2 separate regions of the Mus musculus genome follow, and region 1 is linked to region 2. A link is a contact called in public Hi-C data. All regions are on one chromosome and are shown on one strand. The core of a region is the stretch at or near the end of the contact, and the rest is flanking DNA. Distances in the headings are between cores, read along the strand shown.

What was found. A called contact is a pair of places that touch in the nucleus more often than the background predicts.
Region 1: a contact with region 2 is called in a Hi-C map of liver, with 1.6 times the contacts expected there. The contact joins two enhancer-like sites. A contact is called at or near these places in 2 of 15 datasets of contacts at CTCF or cohesin (the NIH/3T3 cell line and pro-B cells), 11 of 484 Hi-C or Micro-C datasets (the C10 cell line, Th2 cells, brain and 7 more) and 2 of 115 datasets of contacts at active chromatin or transcription factors (the HPC-7 cell line and embryonic stem cells).

What each region holds. Positions count from the first base shown.
Region 1 is chr9:13,642,456-13,645,652 of GRCm38.p6, forward strand. The region is part of intron 2 of Maml2 (mastermind like transcriptional coactivator 2); the gene reads left to right. Among named protein-coding and RNA genes, the nearest start is that of Gm51666, 34 kb to the left of the region's middle. Within about 2 kb of position 1,691, at least 38 of the 459 cell types and tissues checked have an H3K27ac peak or open chromatin away from gene starts, as enhancers often do. A contact at or near this core is called in Th2 cells and uterus, where this site is marked.
Region 2 is chr9:13,535,036-13,538,236 of GRCm38.p6, forward strand. The region is part of intron 1 of Maml2 (mastermind like transcriptional coactivator 2); the gene reads left to right. Among named protein-coding and RNA genes, the nearest start is that of Gm51666, 74 kb to the right of the region's middle. Within about 2 kb of position 1,801, at least 103 of the 459 cell types and tissues checked have an H3K27ac peak or open chromatin away from gene starts, as enhancers often do. A contact at or near this core is called in Th2 cells and uterus, where this site is marked.

The DNA of each region.
Region 1 (3,197 bases), core at 441-2,940, 110 kb after region 2:
CACAAATAGGAGGACCTGGGTTCAATCCCTAATAATTCACTTTCAACGTCTCACATACTTTAAAAATGTTATTAGACACTTAAACACTATCAGGCACGTGATTCAGCATTTCCCACATCTTCCATTTTTAAGGGCAGATGCTTTAGGTCTCACAAACATCTACTTCCTGTCCACTGTGACACAAAGCATTCCTTCCAGTTTCTTAAGAATATAGTCCTGTTGAAATGATGGTTTCATGATCTAAAGCATGAATTCTCATCATTTCTAAACTCTGGACTTTGGTCTATACTTAGAACTCAGCTGAAACAGTAAACTATGGAGGAGTGTATAAAACACAGGACACTGGATGAAGAGAGGGAGGGTCACCATGTCTGAGACTACAGTAATACTTAAAACCAAGGGAGACACTGCTCTGTGCTGGCCACTGTCCCACATCCCACTGTCCCATTTGTCACTCATTTAGTACTCACAAAGATTATTATTTTGCAGAAGATACTATTATTGCCACATGTCACAACACACTGAGGAACAGGGAGGGTAATTCTTGAACAGAAACCATGCACTGAGCAGGTAGGTGTCACACAGTCCCCCTACACTGCCTTGTACAAATGTAATAGTTAATTTGATTATACACAAAAGAGGACATTGACCTCGGGGAGGCCAGAGATTTTCCCATAGCTCAAACTACAAGGGCAGACAAAAGACCTGGGCCCTTTAAATAGTCACTCTGTGACTATTTTTATTTCAATGTTCATACAAGTCAGCAGAGTAAGTTAGACCCGCATCTCACCAAATGTCTCTTCTCATAGAATCTGAGAGACTATTAGAAGCACTCTTTTCTAAACAGTGTTTTCTGGAGTAGACATGACCAGGGTACAAATTATTTTCTAGGCTGGACTTGATCAGTGGCTGCCTAGTTTATGCTGTCATCCATTGCTCCAAGAACATAGACACACATTACAGCACTATACTGAGTTAATCACACACACACACACAGAGGGAGGGGGCAGACAAACAGACAGACACATTCAAAGTATTGAGAGCCTTTAGTAAACTATAAGAAACATGGGGAAGGGAATTGAGGTAGTCTTTTGATAACATCTTTTTGTAGCCTTTAGAGACATCTATGTATTAGAGTTTGGAGTCACTCTGATAACATGAACGGAGAACAAATCCAGTTTGAAAGAGATTCACAAGTTGAGAGAAGCTAAGATTTTTTCCAAGTGGTTTTTGTTTTGTTTTGTTTTGTTTGTTAATTTGTTTGTTTGCTTGCTTTGAGACAGTGTTTCCCTGTGTACCCCTGGCTGTACTGAAACTCACTCTGTAGACCAGGCTGGCCTCAAACTCAGAAATCCACCTGCCTCTGCCTCCCAGGTGCTGGAATTAAAGGCATGCACCACCACTGTTCAGCTTTCTTAATTGAATAACTACTTAGATTATGAAGTCCCAAAAAGGTCATAGGCTTTGAAAAGGCCCTAGACCCAAATTCCAGCATTTTGAGTAAGTAAAGGGGATGAATCTTTATATGTAAACAGGAAGCTTCCAAATAAAAGTTGTCTTACTTCAGATCACAATGGGACCACTGCGAAGATTCGGTGGGGTTGTGTTCACAAAGCAGCCAGCCTCTTGACTAAGGCAGAGCTAGTTTGAGGTCCATGTGGTTACTATTATAGTAACTGTTCGTTCACTTGCTGAAAAAAAAAATTTATTGTACTCTTCGCCAAGAGACGCAGGCATCCAGGCTTCAAGCTGCTGGCCCTGTAGGTACATGAATTAAAAGGCAGGGACAGCCCTGACTTCCCAGAGCCTGCCCTTGATCAGAGAAAACAGGCAGGAAAAATAATAAAACCTGCAGGATGATCTGTGAGAGAAGCAGCATCAGGACGGATGGGCGCATTACTGTAAGGACCAAGAGCAGGGCCTGAGATTGGAAGCCCTCAGACCCACGGGTGACAAAGGATGGGGTGCATTCCTGTAAGGATCAAGAGCTGGGCCCCTAAGATTGGAAGCCCTCAGACCCACGGGTGGCAGACAGGAATGGAGATGTGCAGATGGCCGAACTAAGCCAGAAAACAGCATGGATCAGCATGGAGACTAGGACTGAGCTGGTGGGGAGAGATCAGTGAGGCGTGGAAGACAGACAGAGGGGTGGTGGACAGAAGTGGGAGCCTTTGTAGGAAACGTTGTATGAAGTAAATTTGAGGGTTTTTTTTTCCCCTAAGTTACCAGGAAGTTACTAAAAGGTATTCTGCGGGGATGAAGTTGGGAAGGTAGCACAGTTGTGTGTGGTTTCCATGAACTATGGATAAGTAAGACACCATCCTTTAGCACTGAATCCATTAACCATCTTAAGTTAAAAAAAAAAAAAGAGGAAGGGTTGTGGGGAAGGGTCACCAAGGCAAATACACAGGTAAAGAAAACCACAAGAACATTGCTCTTACTTCAAAGACATGGGTAAGAACTTTGCAAAGGAAAGGAGCCCACCCAGCTGATACAGCCCAGAAGCTTAGCTTAGTTATGAGCATGGTTTAGATGAAGATAACAGCACCCCTGGATACTGTAAATAGAATTAGCCTGCATACTAACAAAGGACTCCCAACTCAAGGATAACTAGGGCTGTGTCTCCCTTCCTTCTGTCACTGCCTATTGCAGAACTCCTGTGAGAAAAATCTCTGCCACCCTTTCATAGCCCCAAAAATCCATGTTCTGCAAGTTTCAAATTATTTCCATGTGCTGTTCCCTTCCGCGTTCTTACAAGGTCATTTTCATTGGCTGTGTTTTGAGAGCATGCAGAGCGTACATGCATATGCCTCCTCCAACTGTGAACTTTTTACCTGGGCTTCCCTGCTGTGTCTGGATGCTTATTGAAAAGTTAAAACAGCTCAGGAAATACTACCTCATCTCAATGGCATTAGCAGTTAAAATCGCCTAGTGTCTGGGCAACGTGCCATTGAGCTACTTACAAAGGCTACATCACAGTGCTGCTCATCTCTGTTCCCTTTAAGTGGTACAAGCCTGACCTGCTCCAACCCCTCCCAAAGCTTGTGTTCATTTTATCCTATTTTATTAAATTTATGAAAGAGAAGATTACCAATGCAGAAGAAACTTTCTAAACCTATGATTATTTAGTCATCTTCCTTTTGAACAGACATTTTCCTTTAAATAATGCTGAAAGTGGGACTTTTTTGTTTTCTATT
Region 2 (3,201 bases), core at 551-3,050:
TGTTTGGGGGCCATTGTGTAGGCTTTGTGAGGTGACATCTGTGGGTACAGATTTGTGCCTGACACAATTTGTCTTTCCTTTCTGACCACCGTCTTCTACCACACACATATATATCTTGTATGCCAAAATTTTACAGACTCTGATTCATCACTGAAGATTAACAGCAAATGTTCCATTAAGACAACTTCATCCCAGGACTGAGGAGGTGAGCCATCTAGTAAAGTACTTGTCACAAAAGCAGGAGGACCTGAGTTCAAGTCCCCAGCATCCACATAAAAGCCAGGCATGGAGACACATGCCTGTCATTCCAACACTGGGAGCCTGTGACAGAAAGGTCCCTGAGGCTTGCTACCCAACCAAGCTAAGTATAAGAGATCCAGATGCAAGAGAGAGACTCTAACTCAAATAATAATGATAATGATGTAAAGAATGATAGATGAAGGCACACAATGCCAACCTCTGCCCTTTGTGTGCATTATGGGTGGGTGCCCATGTGTGAGAGCACACACACACACACACACACACACACACACACACACACACACACAAAATTCATTCATGTTTTCTTTTATTTCCTTTTAACAAATTTCCAATGGAAAATCATTTCCTTAAGAAAAGAAATGAAGAAAAATATATGTTAAAAATTTTTTTATATCTAACATTCTCTTGTAACTTGCAACTTTAGCCTTTATCACATGTAATCTTAGCCTGCTAACCTTCAGTAGAAAACTTATTTCCATTACCTTTCATATGTTTAAATAATAACTATGAAAACAAGTGGAGCCAGTTGAATAAAAATATAAAGACCCAGATTCCAATCTTTACATCTGTCCCCTTGTGGCAGGTTCATTCTTGAATGAAGAATCAGTTCCCACAGATGTAAGGACCCCTGAACAACAGAAGCAGAGTAGCCAGCAACGACAGCGAGCACAGCAAGCACACCGAAGAGCCGCAGCCAACAGTGCTCTGTCTGCAGGATGCCTGTGCCTAGATATGACAGGAATTAGTGGATCTATCAGAGGGAAAGGGGCTTATTGTCACATGCTCACAGTTGAGTCCCAATTTCAAAGCCGTAGGTTTTCAATTATCTGAAATTAGTCACAGTGAGAAGGGGCCACTTTCCTTTCTTGTCTGTCCCACAATAATGTCCAAAGCTCAGTTATGATTTCACCAGAGAATTTAAAACATCCATTTTAAATGAGCTTTTAAAAGTCTGCTTTCTCTCAGGAGTAACGCGTGGTAAATTAAAAACACTAAAACAATCCACAAAGATCTTGTAGGTAGGAAATGGTGATGGGCTTGAAACTTGTGCTGTGTAAAACAGCTACTCATTTCACTTTAAAAAAATTAAAAATCTAACTCAAAAAGGAGACGCTTTAATCGGATAATGGAAATCCATTTTATATGCATTATGAATCTCTCGTCAAACCATACCGCAGGGCAAGGAGGACATTGCCTCGTGTATTAAACTAGATATGTCAGGAGAATAATGGTGTCTGGGAGCTCATTCCCGTGAGTGGAACCAGATGTGGAAAACATCCAGTGCCTAGCACTGACCCTGAGTCTTCTCTGCTAATAAGATGCGACTGAATTCCAAGAATGTTTGTTCGGTTAAAGGAGTAGCAATTGTTTCTCATCCAGGCTCTTCTTCGGTGTTTGAAACCCTCTCCTGTTGCTTTAGTAGATTATTTAATGATGAACCCAAGCATACAGCCTCCATGTTTCTCTTCCTAGCCCTTGTAGATAACAGCAGCCTTTTCCTGTTACGTTTCCTCTCAAGATGTTTCACGTGTGTGTTTCCTTTCTACCCACGCTCTGTGTTTGCCCCCAAATTTCCATTGCCGGCCCCTCCCACTCATGACTTCACTCTCTCCTCACTCACTCTGACTTAAAGAGATAAGGGACAGAAAAGAAGTTGACTTCCTCAAAAAAGGCATAAAGTTCATACAGAGGGTTTAATGCTTTGAGGTTTTCTGTGAAGGTTCTTCAACCCTGCTTCTGCTCCTGCCATAATAAAACCAACCCCCACCTCTGCTGGTGGGACACCCCCACCCCCAGGCCACCAGGCCATTTGTGCCTGTTGACTGGTTTTCCCATCAGAAGTTCTTAATTATGAGTCAATAAAACAGCACTCTAAAGTCACACCCCCAGGGAGGGAAGGACTGCCTAAGCATTGAGGTCAAGGGAGAAGCATGGGGGCGGGGCAAGATTTGTTGTCTTCCTAGTTATTATTTAGGCAAAACCAGACTTTAAAATATGCATGGAAAAGCTTATAGAAACTGCTAAAATTAGACTTTCAGATTGGTGTTACAAGAGAAAGTCAACTTTTTAAACATGTGCTTGCTTCTGAGCACACACTAGGATATCTTCACTCACTTCTTTTCCTAAACCTAAAAGATCCCAGACCAGTGAGGATCCATTTTTCAGACTTCCCAGCAAGGATTAAAGAGGAGGTATTGTAGTGAGGACTCCAGTTATCAAGATCATATTCCCAAACTAGAAGCATCAGAGAAACAGCTTCACTTAAACAGAGGCCAGGGAGAGCTGTGTCACATGAGCATAAGACTGAGTGTCTGTCAAGTTCAGCAACAGGAGCCATGCTGGAGTCTGGGCAAATTTTGCTCCACGGCCTGTGGGAATCAACTCATTACCGAAAAAGGCAGTGGCAGGAGCCATTCCTATGCAAGACACTACTACTTGAAAATTCTTAGGCCTGTGAAATGTCTCAGTGAGAAAGGGAGCTTGCCGCCAAGTCTGATGACATGAGTTCAAATCCCAGAACTCATACAGCAGTAGAAACTGTTTTCCTCAAGCTGTTCTCTGACCTCCACATATGCACCATCATGTGTGTACAGAGAGAGAGAGAGAGAGAGAGAGAGAGAGAGAGAGAGAGAGAGAGAGAAAGAGAGAATGAGAGAGAGAGAGAGAATGGGAGAGAGAGAGAGAGAGAGAGAGAAAAGAGAGAGGCGGAGACAGAGGGGCAAAGACAGAGAGACAGAGAGAAACAGCGATAGAAAAATGTAAATTACAATCTTAGGAATTTTGGGAATTGAAGTATGTACTTCCCAGGCAATATTTATATTTCTCTCCTTGTTCTTTTGTTTATTCCCTCATTCACTTAAAATCCAAATGTTCTGAACTGTGTATAACACATCAGGTCAGTAGTAAATAGGCATAGTCAATGATTCATTCAAGCATCAA